3 separate regions of the Sus scrofa genome follow, and regions 1 and 2 are each linked to region 3. A link is a contact called in public HiChIP or PLAC-seq data. All regions are on one chromosome and are shown on one strand. The core of a region is the stretch at or near the end of the contact, and the rest is flanking DNA. Distances in the headings are between cores, read along the strand shown. Region 1 overlaps LOC106505661 (a long non-coding RNA gene). Region 2 overlaps LOC106505661 (a long non-coding RNA gene). Region 3 overlaps ITPR1 (inositol 1,4,5-trisphosphate receptor type 1).

Region 1 (3,902 bases), core at 878-3,377, 210 kb before region 3:
AACAGGCATTTGGAGTGGGAATCAGTTCCTGGAAGGATTTGCAGCTACTGCTGGAAGAAAAGGAAGGGGTGGCTATGGAAATAAAACACATGACCACCCCCAGCCACAACCTTGACCACCTCTCATGAACTGAGGCATCCAGCCAGCCCCAAAGCGATGCACCCATCACCCTGGTCAAGCTCCTTAAACCTCCCCATTGAAGGACTTTTCAGCTTGAAGTAACCGCAAAGACACCTTTTATTTCCTGGAGGGGGCAGGTCTAGGGTCATAGCCGAAAGCAAGCACAGTTACTCTAAGCATCTTTTGGAAGTCTCCTGTTTCAAATGAAAAAAATATTGTGCAGAGCTCCCTGATCGTCTAGTGGTTAGAATGCAGTGCTTTCACTGTTGTGGACTGAGTTTGATCCCTGGTCTGGGAAATGAAATCCCACATTAAGCTGCTGCACACTATGGGCAAAATAATAATAATAATAATAAATTGATTAATCTTTTTAAAGAACAAAAAATTGTGATTGTATCCATTTAATATAAAAATGACTTTTCCCCCAATTTTATTTTGAACTTACAGAAAAGTTAAAAAAATGGTACAAATAACACTTATTTTCTTTCAAATTCAACAATTGTTATCATTTTGCCACTTCCTCTTTTTTTCTCTTTACACATACATATGGAAAGATATAGACACACAGAAAAAGCTGTCAATATTTCCTTTTCCCCCCTCTAAACCAGTTAAGAGTTAGTTGAAGGTACTATGACACTTCACCCATAAGTACTTCAGCTTATGCCTCCAGAGAACAGAAACATTTTCCTACATAAGCACAATTTAATTACTATACTCAACAAATTTGACATGGATGCAATAATATTATTTAACATGTAGTCCATATTCAAATTTACCCAAGTACCTCAACCATGTTCTTTATTTTTTAAAATATAATCAGTTTATTTACTCTAAACAGCAATACAGACAAACATCATATAAACACAAAGGAAGTGATGCAGCAACGAGATGCTGGCTGACTGTGGATCTGAGACCCAGGCTCTGGGAGGGAGGAGGCAGCTGGGGCAGGTCTGATTTTCTGTTTCAGGCAGTCGGCTGGAGGCTAAGTGCAGCTCTAGACGTCGTGGAACATGCCCGCATCTGTGAGCAAAGGGGACTAGCTCCTTGGGACTCATTCAAGTATAAAAGTTTATGATGTTACAGCAGTTGAAATTCTGATGTCAATATTAAAATAAAAGCAAGTTTTACATAATAATCAAAATTACAAAAGACTGAAGGAAGAGACCCTGTATGAAAAACTAGACCATTCAGCGAGTGGAGACTGTACCCATGGCGGAAATGGAAAATGGCGCCCGTGGAACCCTCCCCAGGGGACCAGGAATTGCAGGAATGTTAGATTTGCAAAAATGTTGCAAACACATTCTTGCCAAGCCAATCCCTTCTTTTTTATGATGCTACAAGGTCGCTTCTTATGAGAGAGCAAACTTCTTGGCTTGTACTCGAACCTTTTCTTGTATTCCACTCTGTCTTGACAGTAGATCATGTAGGCCTCTGCTTGAGCTGGAGTTTGGGTATTTGGTTCATTTAGAAGTTCCCTTATTCCTAAAAAGATCTGCTTAATCATGATGCTGGCCTCCAGTCCTTGTTCTCCAGGATGGACAGGCACACCCAGCCTTAAGAGTACAGGTTTGGGTGAAGTAAGGACGGCTTGAACTTGCATTTCGATGGTGAGGATGGACATTCATCTTTGAACAGCACCCGTAGTTTAAACAAGCCTCCCTCCCACAGAGTCCCCTTCTTCCCAGGAATGGCGCTTTCCCAGTTCATGAGGTTCATTGTGCCCTGGGGGTTTTTTGTAGGGGCAGCCATGAAACCAAATGGGTGGTCTTTCCTCCAAGCTTTCCTCTCCTGGGCGAGTCTACTGAGGGTGATCCCCGACATTGTGAGTCCCTCTGCTGGTGCAGCCCAGCGAGCAACTTGGACAAGGGGCGGTGGGACTCATTTGTCTTGGGACTTCCCTTCCGAGCCCCTCGACCATGTTCTTTAAAGTGATTTTTTCCCCTGCTCTTCTGGGACTCAGTCAGGGATGACACATGACATTTGGTTGTCTTATTTCTTTAGTCTCCTCTTTCATGCCATTGATATTTTTGGAGCCCAAGCTCTGGTTGCCAAACGTCCCTTAATTTGGAACTCTCTGATTCTTTTCTTATGATGAGATTCAACATTTTTGGATGGAATACTATGTACTTCTCAGTGCATCCCCTTGGGGACATGTTATTGGTGTGCGCAATTATTGGCAGTGTTTATTCTGATCCCTTGGTTAACATGGTGCCTACTGAGTCCACTATTATCACAGTACATTTCCCCTGTATAGTTAATAAGAAATTCACATAAGATCATGTGAATGTCCTGTTTTCCAGCAGCCTTTCCCCCATGGTGATTTTGTCCAAATAAGTTATTCCTCTGGTGATTATAAAATGGTGATTTGGGAGTTCCCTGTGTGGTCCAGTGGGTTAAGAACCCTGACATGATGTCTGTGAGGATGCTGGTTTCATCCCTGGCCTTGCTCATTGGGCTAAGGATCTGGTATCACGCAGACTGCAGTGTAGGTCACAGCTGTGGCTCGGATCTGGTGTTGCTGTGGTTGTGGCATAGGCTGGCAGCAGCACCTCTCATTTGACCCCTAGCTTGGGAACTTCCACATGCTGCAGGTGTGGCCATTAAAAAAAAATAAAGAAAAAGGAAAAAGAAATAATATGATGATTTTTCCATTTCTATCATTTTGTCCTACGTTTATTACTTGGAATTACTCTATTTTTCAAAAAACTTTCCCTCCACTGAACTTTAATTTTTGCTTTTAATAGCAATAGGGACTTGTGGATTTTTAAAAAATTGAATGTGTTATAACCCATTCCTTGTTTTTATGCACTTTAATGCTCATATTGTCTGAAACTTGGCAGGTGAAAGTTCTTTCACACCACCCCCTCTGTCCTTTTGAGATAGCTATATCAGTTTTTGAGAGCGTCCTACTGTCTGACAGAAGATGTTTCAAAACTTGTACTTTCTCTGCCTCAGTCCTGGAATCAGCCTTTCCTCCAAAAGGCCCTGATCCTTCTTCACGAAAGATGATATTTAGAAACCAAGGTACAGGTGGTAGGTATACTTGCTACTGTTGGAATGACACTCCTCCCACACTGTCAGAGCCAGGGAATACATGTATGTATATACATGCACATACATACATATACCCACACATATCTGTAGTTATTTCTACATCTATCTACACATATTAAAAGCTATGAGTTCATGCTCATAGCTCTAATACCACTCAGTCAAGGATTCATTCTGTTCTTCTGTCTTTCCATGTTTTCAACTCCATTCTTCAACAGCAAGAAACCATACAGAAGATAAAATTTAATTTTGCAAACATTGTGTTATATCCATAGCAAGGAATTCTACTCAATAATAAACAGAAATGAGCTAATGCTCAATATAGATTAATGAATGAACCAAAAAAAATTCAGTTGAGCAAAAAAATTAGACACACCCACAAAAGAGATACACATACTATATATTCCATTTATACAAATTCCAAGAATAAGCAAAACTAATCTATGGTGATAGAAATGAAAATGAGTTTGCTTTTGGAGGGGGTGGGAAGACTGACTGGAAAGAAACACAAGGGAAGAATTCCCATCATGGCTCAGCAGAAATGAATCTGATGCGTATCCATGAGGATGCCGGTTCAAACACTGGCCTCATTCAGTGGGTTAAGGATCCGGCATTGCCATGAGCTGTGATATAAGTCACAGACGCTGCTGGGATCTGGTGTTGCTGTGGCTGTGGTGTAGGCCAACAGGTACAGTTCTGATTTGACCTCTAGCCTAGGAACTTCCATATGC
Region 2 (3,773 bases), core at 118-2,617, 160 kb before region 3:
ATAAGTGATATACAAATCCTTATGCTCAAGAACGTAGCTTATCATTACAACTAGAACATAGATTACCATCTGCTAGATCTGCTACCCAATTAATTTTTTGGTGTTTATCCCTTCTCTCAGCTCTTGCTGTTATCTCCATAAACTAGGATCTTCTTATCCTTGTTTCCTTAATAATTCACACTGTCTCCCCTCACAGCCTATTTCCAGGGCTTCCATCTCCTCAAAAATTCAGTTTAGGCCCCACAAAGCCAAATGAAGGAAAGAAATTCTTTCAAATGTTATGAAGAAAGATGTGATTAAAAATCAATCCGTGAACAGTTACCAAGTTCTAAAAATCTTTGGGGAAGAGGGTGGCAAAGAGGAACCAGAAATTTAAGATCTCCAGTCAGTAATGCTTTTCATTATATATTCAATTCCCATTGTTCCTTAATCTTTCCCCCATTCTATATGGACAAGAAAATGAAATTTGGGGTAGAGTAGCAGATCTGGATAGTATTTGCATCCAGATACCAACCTAAAAAACTGTCCATGGGAACTCATAATCAAGCGCAGCTATCTGCTGCCAAATATGACAAATGGGGACATATATTCACTTAAGTCCTGTATCAGTAACATTCCATCTTACCAGAGGCTATGACACTTTCTTCCTAGTGTTAGAAACAACGAAAAGCTTCTAGTCCTCAAGGGAAATGTGGCTTGAGGGATCCTTGGTGTATGACACACAAAACTGACATAACACACATACTTCGTATTTCAAATATAACTTCGCGGTGTACAAATAATACCTATAATTGGGTTAAATTAATGGCAGTAGTCTAAGCATCGGTGAAGTTCTAGGCCTGCCCTGGACTAGCCTCTAGAGCAGGTTACTGCCGGTGGGTGCCCTCAGGTGAGACTTCATCTCTGGGCTTACTACTCCTACTGGGAGATGAAACTTGGCTCAGAGCGCCCTGGAGACGATCATTACTGCAGCGTGTGCCACTCTTCAGGAACCCCTGATGTTCTTACATGAAGGACTTAGTTGGGGTTCGAGTGATTTAGACATAAAATGGGAAAATCCGGAGCAGTTCTGACTTCCCTTTGACGACGCCAAAAGGGCATTGAGTGCAGCCCACGACACCCACTTTTTTCTTTTTCAGAGGAAACGCCTCCTCTCCCATCCAGACCTGCCCCGCCTCCCCGCCTTCCAAAATAACTCGCGGCCTCAGCAGCTCAACCGCGTTCTGACCCCATCCAAACCCCTACCGCGCGCACGCGCACAGAGAGAGCGGCAAAGCCCGCGGCGGGGCGGGAGGTGCAGGCGCGAGCCTAGGCTCCAGCTCTCCCTCGACGGGGCGGGGCCCCGAGGGGCGGGGCGAGAGCGAGGTCCCGCCTTGCCATTGGCGTTGGCCTGGCCAGGTGGAGGGCCAGGTGGAGGCCCGCGTGAGCAGCTGGCCCACGGGCCCACGGTCCCAAGGGCCCCTGCGCGCAGGCGCAGAGCGGGGCTGGGAGCGAAGGCGGGGGAGGGAGTGCCTGGGAATAGGCAACGTACTCCTGGCGCGGTGCCTTGCAGCTGATGGCGGGTGGGGCCGTAGAGTAGGGCTGGCCGCCGCTTTCTCCTGTGGACCGAGGCTGCTGACGGGAAAACGATCCGGGAGGGAAGCGTCCGCGCCCAGGCCCCTTTCCCTGAAAGTCTGCGGCATCTTAGAGCCGAGTAAACCAGACAGAACGTTGAAGTTCGCAGACCTCAGCCTTCGAGGCCTCTCTGCCCGCTGCCGGCTTTGAGTCCTCTGGCGTCACTTAGCCTGGCCTCGGTTTCCCCACTCTTGTAGAGGGCTTGTGGCCTGAGAGTGGCCGCGAAGAAGAGTTCACGTCACAACCACTACGTGCCTAGTGAGTTTTTTGAGCATCCAAGTCACGCCCTTGCCCTCAGGGAGCCGGGTGCCTAGTGGCGGCTCTGAGCAAGATGGAAGTTCCGCGGTGGTGTAGCGCCAGGGCCCGGAGTGCGCCCCTCCTGGTGGCTTGGCCGCACTGCCTGCGTGGGCTCCAGCCTCGGCTTCCTCATCAGCGCACAGAATGTGCTTCACAGGTAACGAGGGAGTGTGGAGTGCCAAGCGTCGTCCCTGGCACGTGGTGGGCTCACAACACGAGTTCCAGGCTTCAGTCAGTGCCAAGGGTATCTTTCAGAGCAGCCAGGAGGTCCAGAGGTGCAAACACAGACCATGCGACTCAGGGGGCATAGCTGGAGAACAGAATCCAGTTCCTCTCCGACCGGCTAGGGAAAAGGGATATGATGATTAATTGATTAAGCACACTCCCTTTGATCCTTGTCTTGCCTTAGAAAAGGCTTCCTCAGGCTTCCTTTCCCCGTCTTTTTAGTTGGTAGTGTTTTAGAAAGGCTAGGAAACATTGATTTTTCTGAATTCACTCTTACATTAAGTCCTGTTCTGATGATGAAGAAGGAAACTTGATTGATCTGCATTTGGGGCAGTTATTAGTGTACTGGATTAATTTGGAATAAACTTGTCAGTACTCAACAGGAGAGCTGGCAAAAAAGCAGATGTTCAACTGTTAGTGTGGCTCTCTGTTGAAGGCTTGAAAAATATTCGTGTTCTGTACTGTGTTAGCTTCCTGGTCTCAATAATACCCACCCCTACCTCCATTGTCACTAGGGTGGTCCTTATAAACTATTGTTAATTCTTTTTTTGAGACATTTTTGACCTTAATGTCACCTTTTCCTACCAGTAACCACTTTAAGATCCTGTTGCTGCAAGAGTTCAGGGAAAATCCATTTGTAATATTTAGAGGATGACCACACCCTGACTTCTGCAGAGTGTTGAGTAAATCAAACTAGTTTGTTGTTTTTTTTTTTTTTTTTTTTTTTTTTTTCTGGAAAAAACCTGCAGCTGAAACTGAGATTAGGAATAAAGAAAACCAGCTGGATCTTGTCCCTTAATGCCAGTGATAGTTTCTGTTTGTGGTCTGTTTGTCATTCAGCACGCTTTGGGAGAATGTGACTAGCTTTTTGTAAGCCTACCGTGGTATGCTCTACGTGATCCCTTGCATCCAAGATATGCACAGGTAACTGATTGATCCTGACCTCCTTAAGTGACTGACAGGTGGGCTGTCAGTGGGCTGCCCACAGGTAGATCCTTATTGGAAAAACTGGCCATTTGGTTGATATTATCTGTGAATAATAATTTTAGAATTTATTACTGAAAGCACATGAGGTATTCCAGGGCTTGACTTTTTCATTTATTTTCATCTTTTCATTTCTGTATTTTATACAGTTGTTATAGAATTTGTGTGCTAATGTTACAGTTTCTTGAATTTGGCTTAAAAGAGCTAGCTGTCCTTGGTCTCACTATTTCAGTTCAAAATAAATTATTTAACAGAGTATAATATGTTGAATAACTGCAACAATCATAATAAACATTGATAATGTACCATTTTCATTTAATATTTATGTTTATCATTTATATCCATTATTTTATTTCACCATTTTGAACACTGGGGAATAAAATAGTGTGTTTCCACCTCAGGAAATTTTTAACTTGGTTTTCTCTATTTTTTTTTTTTAAGAGAAAAGAATCTTCCTGAAAAGTGATGCCTTTTGTTGTGATAGAAATCTAGAATGCTTATAATGTTTCATTGAGAAGCAGTAGTCTCCTTTAACATTTTTATTGTTTTTTTCCTTTCTTTCAAATGCAGTGAAAACCTCTGTCAATGTTAGTGTGGCCCTTAGCCAAAGCCAATCATTTATTACTTTATAAAGAAGTGAAAATTTTAATTTA
Region 3 (4,188 bases), core at 1,338-3,837:
GCATTTTTTTTAATGGCCACACCCTTGGCATATGGAGGTTCCCAGGCTAGGGGGCTAATGAGAGCTACAGGTGCCAGCCTATGCCACAGTCACAGCAATGCCAGATCCAAGCCATGTCTGCAACCTATACTACAGCTCATGGCAACACTGGATCCTCATTCCACTGAGTGAGGCCAGGGATCGAACCTACTACCTCATGGTTCCTAGTTGGATTCGTTTCCACTGCACCACGATGGGAACTCCTGCAACTATTTCTTAAGCACTCAGAGATTAGTGGTTTCTGTTTTATGATTGCACTGATACTCTATGGTCTGCCTATACTGATATTATGTTGGTTTCATTTAATTTCTAAACCAAAAATTAAAACTATTGATCTTTTTTCATCAGAACATTACAGAAAGACTTTTGAGACAGCAGACTTTTTTTTTTTTTTTTCAGCTTCAGAAATCACTACTTAAATAGGAGGAGGACACTTTTAATTCTAGCCACTCATCAAACAGAATGCAAAAACTGAGAGCAATGGACGGGAATCACGTGATTGTGGCTCATGTAGGCCCTGATGCTCTGTGTGACCCTCTGCCAATCATTGAACCCCTCTGGGCTTCTACTGCCTGACCTGCAGGCCAAGGGGACTGGAGCGGGTATTATTTAGGATTTCTTCCAATGAAGACATTAACTAATGCTTGGTATGTTTTCGTAAACTTCATAATATCTAACAGGCAAGTTCCCTAAATAACACAACCCAATAGGACCTAAAATGATTTCCAGGACGGAAAAGGCCAAATCAAGCCTGGCACAGAATTTGGTAAAATAACCAACAGCCTTTGCTAGCACTCCCTCCTAAGAGGATTTCAGCTCTATTGCCATGTGGGTAGGTGCTTTTATGGCAGAAAGCCACAATTTTGAAAAATATAAGCCTATTAATAAGCTATCTATGTTCAAACAGGATACCAGCTACATAAATATAATCCATGCTACACAAAGTAAAAGGTAATGTTTGGTAAATGAATGAACTGATTTTCTCAACACATTTTTATAATCAAAATTAATTTTTTTCCACACAGAAGGTCATCCTCAATGACCACACATTAAGGGAGAATATTTTGAGAAAATGAGTATGTTTGGATTTCACAAGTCTTTTCTTGTACTGCCTTCATCCCAGTACCAGACACTATATTCAGAGTCTGATGCCTCCAGTCAAGGTGAAGTCTCCCTAAACCAACAGTGACTGGCAATGATGTGATGTTGCCTGGTTTTGAACTTGGAAACCAACAATTGCTCCCTACTGCCTCTCCACGTTTCTTCTTAGATCTTAAGTCTTCCCAGGGCTTTTAGTCAAGGTCAGCAAAATCAGACTTCATAGGGAAAAGATTTCAAATGATGGGCTTTGAAATAAAAACTCAAAATGAATTTCAACGAAAAGGATCCCGAGTGTCCTTCCCAGATGAGGCCATGAATTAGGTCATCATAACCACAGCACTGGAGTAGTAACTAGATCTGGGCAGATAAGACCCTGAAATGATCGCTTTTTATACATAATGTTCCTAACATTTTATCCAGGGATGTACTTCTGCATAAATGAAGGACATTATATATTGTCCTTCTTAAATAAAAAGAAACCCAGAGACTTCCTAGGGTTATTATTTATGGCATGTGCACAGCAGCACATGCTCACATACATGCTGTACACACATACATATATACATCAGTTTCATGTGTGTCTATTACAGGCCAGCACAGAGCACAGCCATAGAAATACCTTCTGTTTTCTGCTGCCACTAACATGAACCCTATTATCCCTGGGCTTCTAAAATTTTCCTTTGAAATAAGCTGTCTCCATCCATGAACCAACCCTAGCAGAGGCTGAATACAGTTCAATAAATGCAGCTGTATTATAGATCTAATTATCAGCCCATCAAAGAGAATTTATAATCTCCAACCCCCATGAATCAGCCTTCAGTTCCTTTCACCCACTCAATCTCAGAGGAGGGAAAAAATAAACAAGCAAATAGCGAATGGCCTTGCAAATATGTTTGCTGGGTCCTGTCTTTCTTGAGCCTTTGAAAAGCCACATTAAGAAAACAGAACGCTTGCAAGAAAACTGAGCTAAAATGGAACTTACCTAGCATTTTAGTAGAAAAATTTAAAATCTTTCCATTTGATAATAACCCAATGTCCTTTACTATGGCATTTGTTTTTAGAAACAAAGGAAGAAATATTTTAGTTCCAGTGATGCAGTTTCATCTATATTTTATAGGAAAAGTTCATCAGCAGTCAGAAGAGAAATTCATTTTTCAAAAATGCATTCTGACTTGATTAAATTATACAACTTCAGTCATGATGGAATCATCTCAACATTAAAAAAAGAAGAAGAAGAAAAAGAAAGAAAAAGGAAGAAAAAAAAAAAAAAAACTTCCCCAGATTCTGCAATAGCTTCTGTGTGCTCCGAGTTGAGCTTGGTTGCTCTCTGGTTGCCAGTGTCTAACAGTAAACAGCCCTGCTGCATTTATTGGCAATTACTGCTGAAGGTCACACATCAGCAGTGAGCCTAAATTCCAGGAAAAAAAGCAGCTCTTATGTAACTGCTGCCTGAATGCTGGCAGGTGCCCAACCCAGCAGTTCACAGCAATGTAAAAAAGTAGGACACCTCCACCCTGGGTTGGACGTCATGAGAACGCCCCCTGAAGGTGAAATTTAATAATTCTCCCATTTCTCTTCTGTTTTCTTCCCCCTAAATTTTACTGGCGGTGGCTTTCCTTTGCTTGCAGAAGTAGCTCCCGGGGGCAGAAGCTAAGGACAGAAAGGCAGACAGAGGCAGGCTGCAACCGCCCTAACAAGTAGAAATGACAACCTTGCTTTTTTGTTGAAATGGCAAGAGGCTGAAGCTGCAAACTGACACTGATGGCTCTGAAGAGTCTGAAGTGACAGTGACTGAATGGGGATCACATCTCCCAAATGTAGAAATGCAGCCCATCCACTGAGCCACAGCCCACACTTTCTAAACACGCCATTCCTCTCCAAAGAGGCATCTATGTAAATGAGGTAGGTCACTGCTCTACCCACTGCCTCATCTTGAAGTTAGAGGACTTTATCAAAATTACCCTTTTGTGGAGTTCCTGTCGTGGATCAGTGGAAACAAATCTAACTAGAATCCATGATGACACAGGTTTTATCCCTGGCCTCGCTCAGTGGGTTAAGGATCTGGCATTGCCGTGAGCTATGGTGTAGGTCACAGACCTACACCACGCAAGCTCAGATCTAGTGTGACTGTGGCTGTTGCATAGGCCGGTGGCAATAGCTGCAATTCGACCCCTAGCCTGGGAACCTGCACATGCCGCAGGTGCAGCACTAAAAAGATCAAAAAAGAAAAAAAGAAAAAGAAAAAAAACCTTTGGTTTGCCCAGAACTTCACAGTTTAGGAAAAGTGGCTCCATGGTCACCTGCCAGTTGTCCTCACCTGTCATGACCTTTCTCGCCCAGGTAAAAGTTCTTAAATTGCATGTCCTCATGACCCCATGTACTTCAGCTTCCTACATTTCTCATTGACAGCCTGTCATTTAACATTAATTTGTATTATTGTCTATCTCCCCCACAAAACCATAAACTCCAGAAGGGCAGACACTCTGCCTATTTGGGGCACCATTGTATCCAAATCCCCTAGCAACACAGAACAGGCACTCAAACATGAGTCACAGAAATGAATGTCTCAAGCATCAATCGGAGTCTGTTTAAAGCCAAGAAGGGGTGGATGCAGGAACCTTCCAGGGTTGGGGGGGACAGAAACATTCCCTATCTTGATTTGTGTGTGTCCAAAGGTAACAGTTCATCAAGCTACCAACTCAGGAATAAGCTGAACAGACACTAAGCAAGTAGCTCCTTACCCTTCTCCCATTACCTGTCCTCTTCCTGCCCCCTAAGGACAAGGTGAAATCAGGAAGTAAGGAGAGAGACCCTGCCTCGTGATTTGTGAAAAATGATAATAATAAAGAAATGAAAGAAAGCCCTCCTCTTCCTGGTTTCGAGGGGCATGCCACTCTAGGAGACAGCTGGAGAGGCCCCACACCATGCACTTTTCTCGCAGGAACTCTGATTCTGTCCTCACCTCACTCTCCTTTCTCAAAGACTGACAGAGACTCAAAAGGCACTGTATCTTCCAAGCCATTCACTGCATATCCACTCTCCTGCGAT

What was found. HiChIP or PLAC-seq counts read pairs in DNA pulled down with a chosen protein or histone mark.
Region 1: a contact with region 3 is called in an H3K27ac HiChIP or PLAC-seq map of skeletal muscle. The contact joins two enhancer-like sites. A contact is called at or near these places in 1 of 47 Hi-C or Micro-C datasets (embryonic fibroblasts) and 2 of 2 datasets of contacts at active chromatin or transcription factors (alveolar macrophages and skeletal muscle).
Region 2: an H3K27ac HiChIP or PLAC-seq map of alveolar macrophages shows a contact between it and region 3. The contact joins two enhancer-like sites. A contact is called at or near these places in 1 of 5 promoter capture datasets (liver), 21 of 47 Hi-C or Micro-C datasets (alveolar macrophages, blood, brain and 10 more) and 2 of 2 datasets of contacts at active chromatin or transcription factors (alveolar macrophages and skeletal muscle).

The regions. Positions count from the first base shown.
Region 1 is chr13:61,493,451-61,497,352 of Sscrofa11.1, reverse strand. All of the region lies in intron 2 of LOC106505661 (a long non-coding RNA gene), which reads left to right. It also overlaps the pseudogene LOC110256278. Among named protein-coding and RNA genes, the nearest start is that of BHLHE40, 33 kb to the left of the region's middle. Within about 2 kb of position 2,127, at least 1 of the 83 cell types and tissues checked has an H3K27ac peak or open chromatin away from gene starts, as enhancers often do. A contact at or near this core is called in skeletal muscle, where this site is marked.
Region 2 is chr13:61,437,020-61,440,792 of Sscrofa11.1, reverse strand. It overlaps LOC106505661 (a long non-coding RNA gene), which reads left to right. Exons shown (of 12, transcript XR_002337646.1): 7 at 1-3,060. Among named protein-coding and RNA genes, the nearest start is that of BHLHE40, 89 kb to the left of the region's middle. Within about 2 kb of position 1,367, at least 70 of the 83 cell types and tissues checked have an H3K27ac peak or open chromatin away from gene starts, as enhancers often do. A contact at or near this core is called in alveolar macrophages, brain, fetal skeletal muscle and 4 more, where this site is marked.
Region 3 is chr13:61,280,245-61,284,432 of Sscrofa11.1, reverse strand. All of the region lies in intron 39 of ITPR1 (inositol 1,4,5-trisphosphate receptor type 1), which reads right to left. Among named protein-coding and RNA genes, the nearest start is that of ITPR1, 210 kb to the right of the region's middle. Within about 2 kb of position 2,587, at least 43 of the 83 cell types and tissues checked have an H3K27ac peak or open chromatin away from gene starts, as enhancers often do. A contact at or near this core is called in alveolar macrophages, brain, fetal skeletal muscle and 4 more, where this site is marked.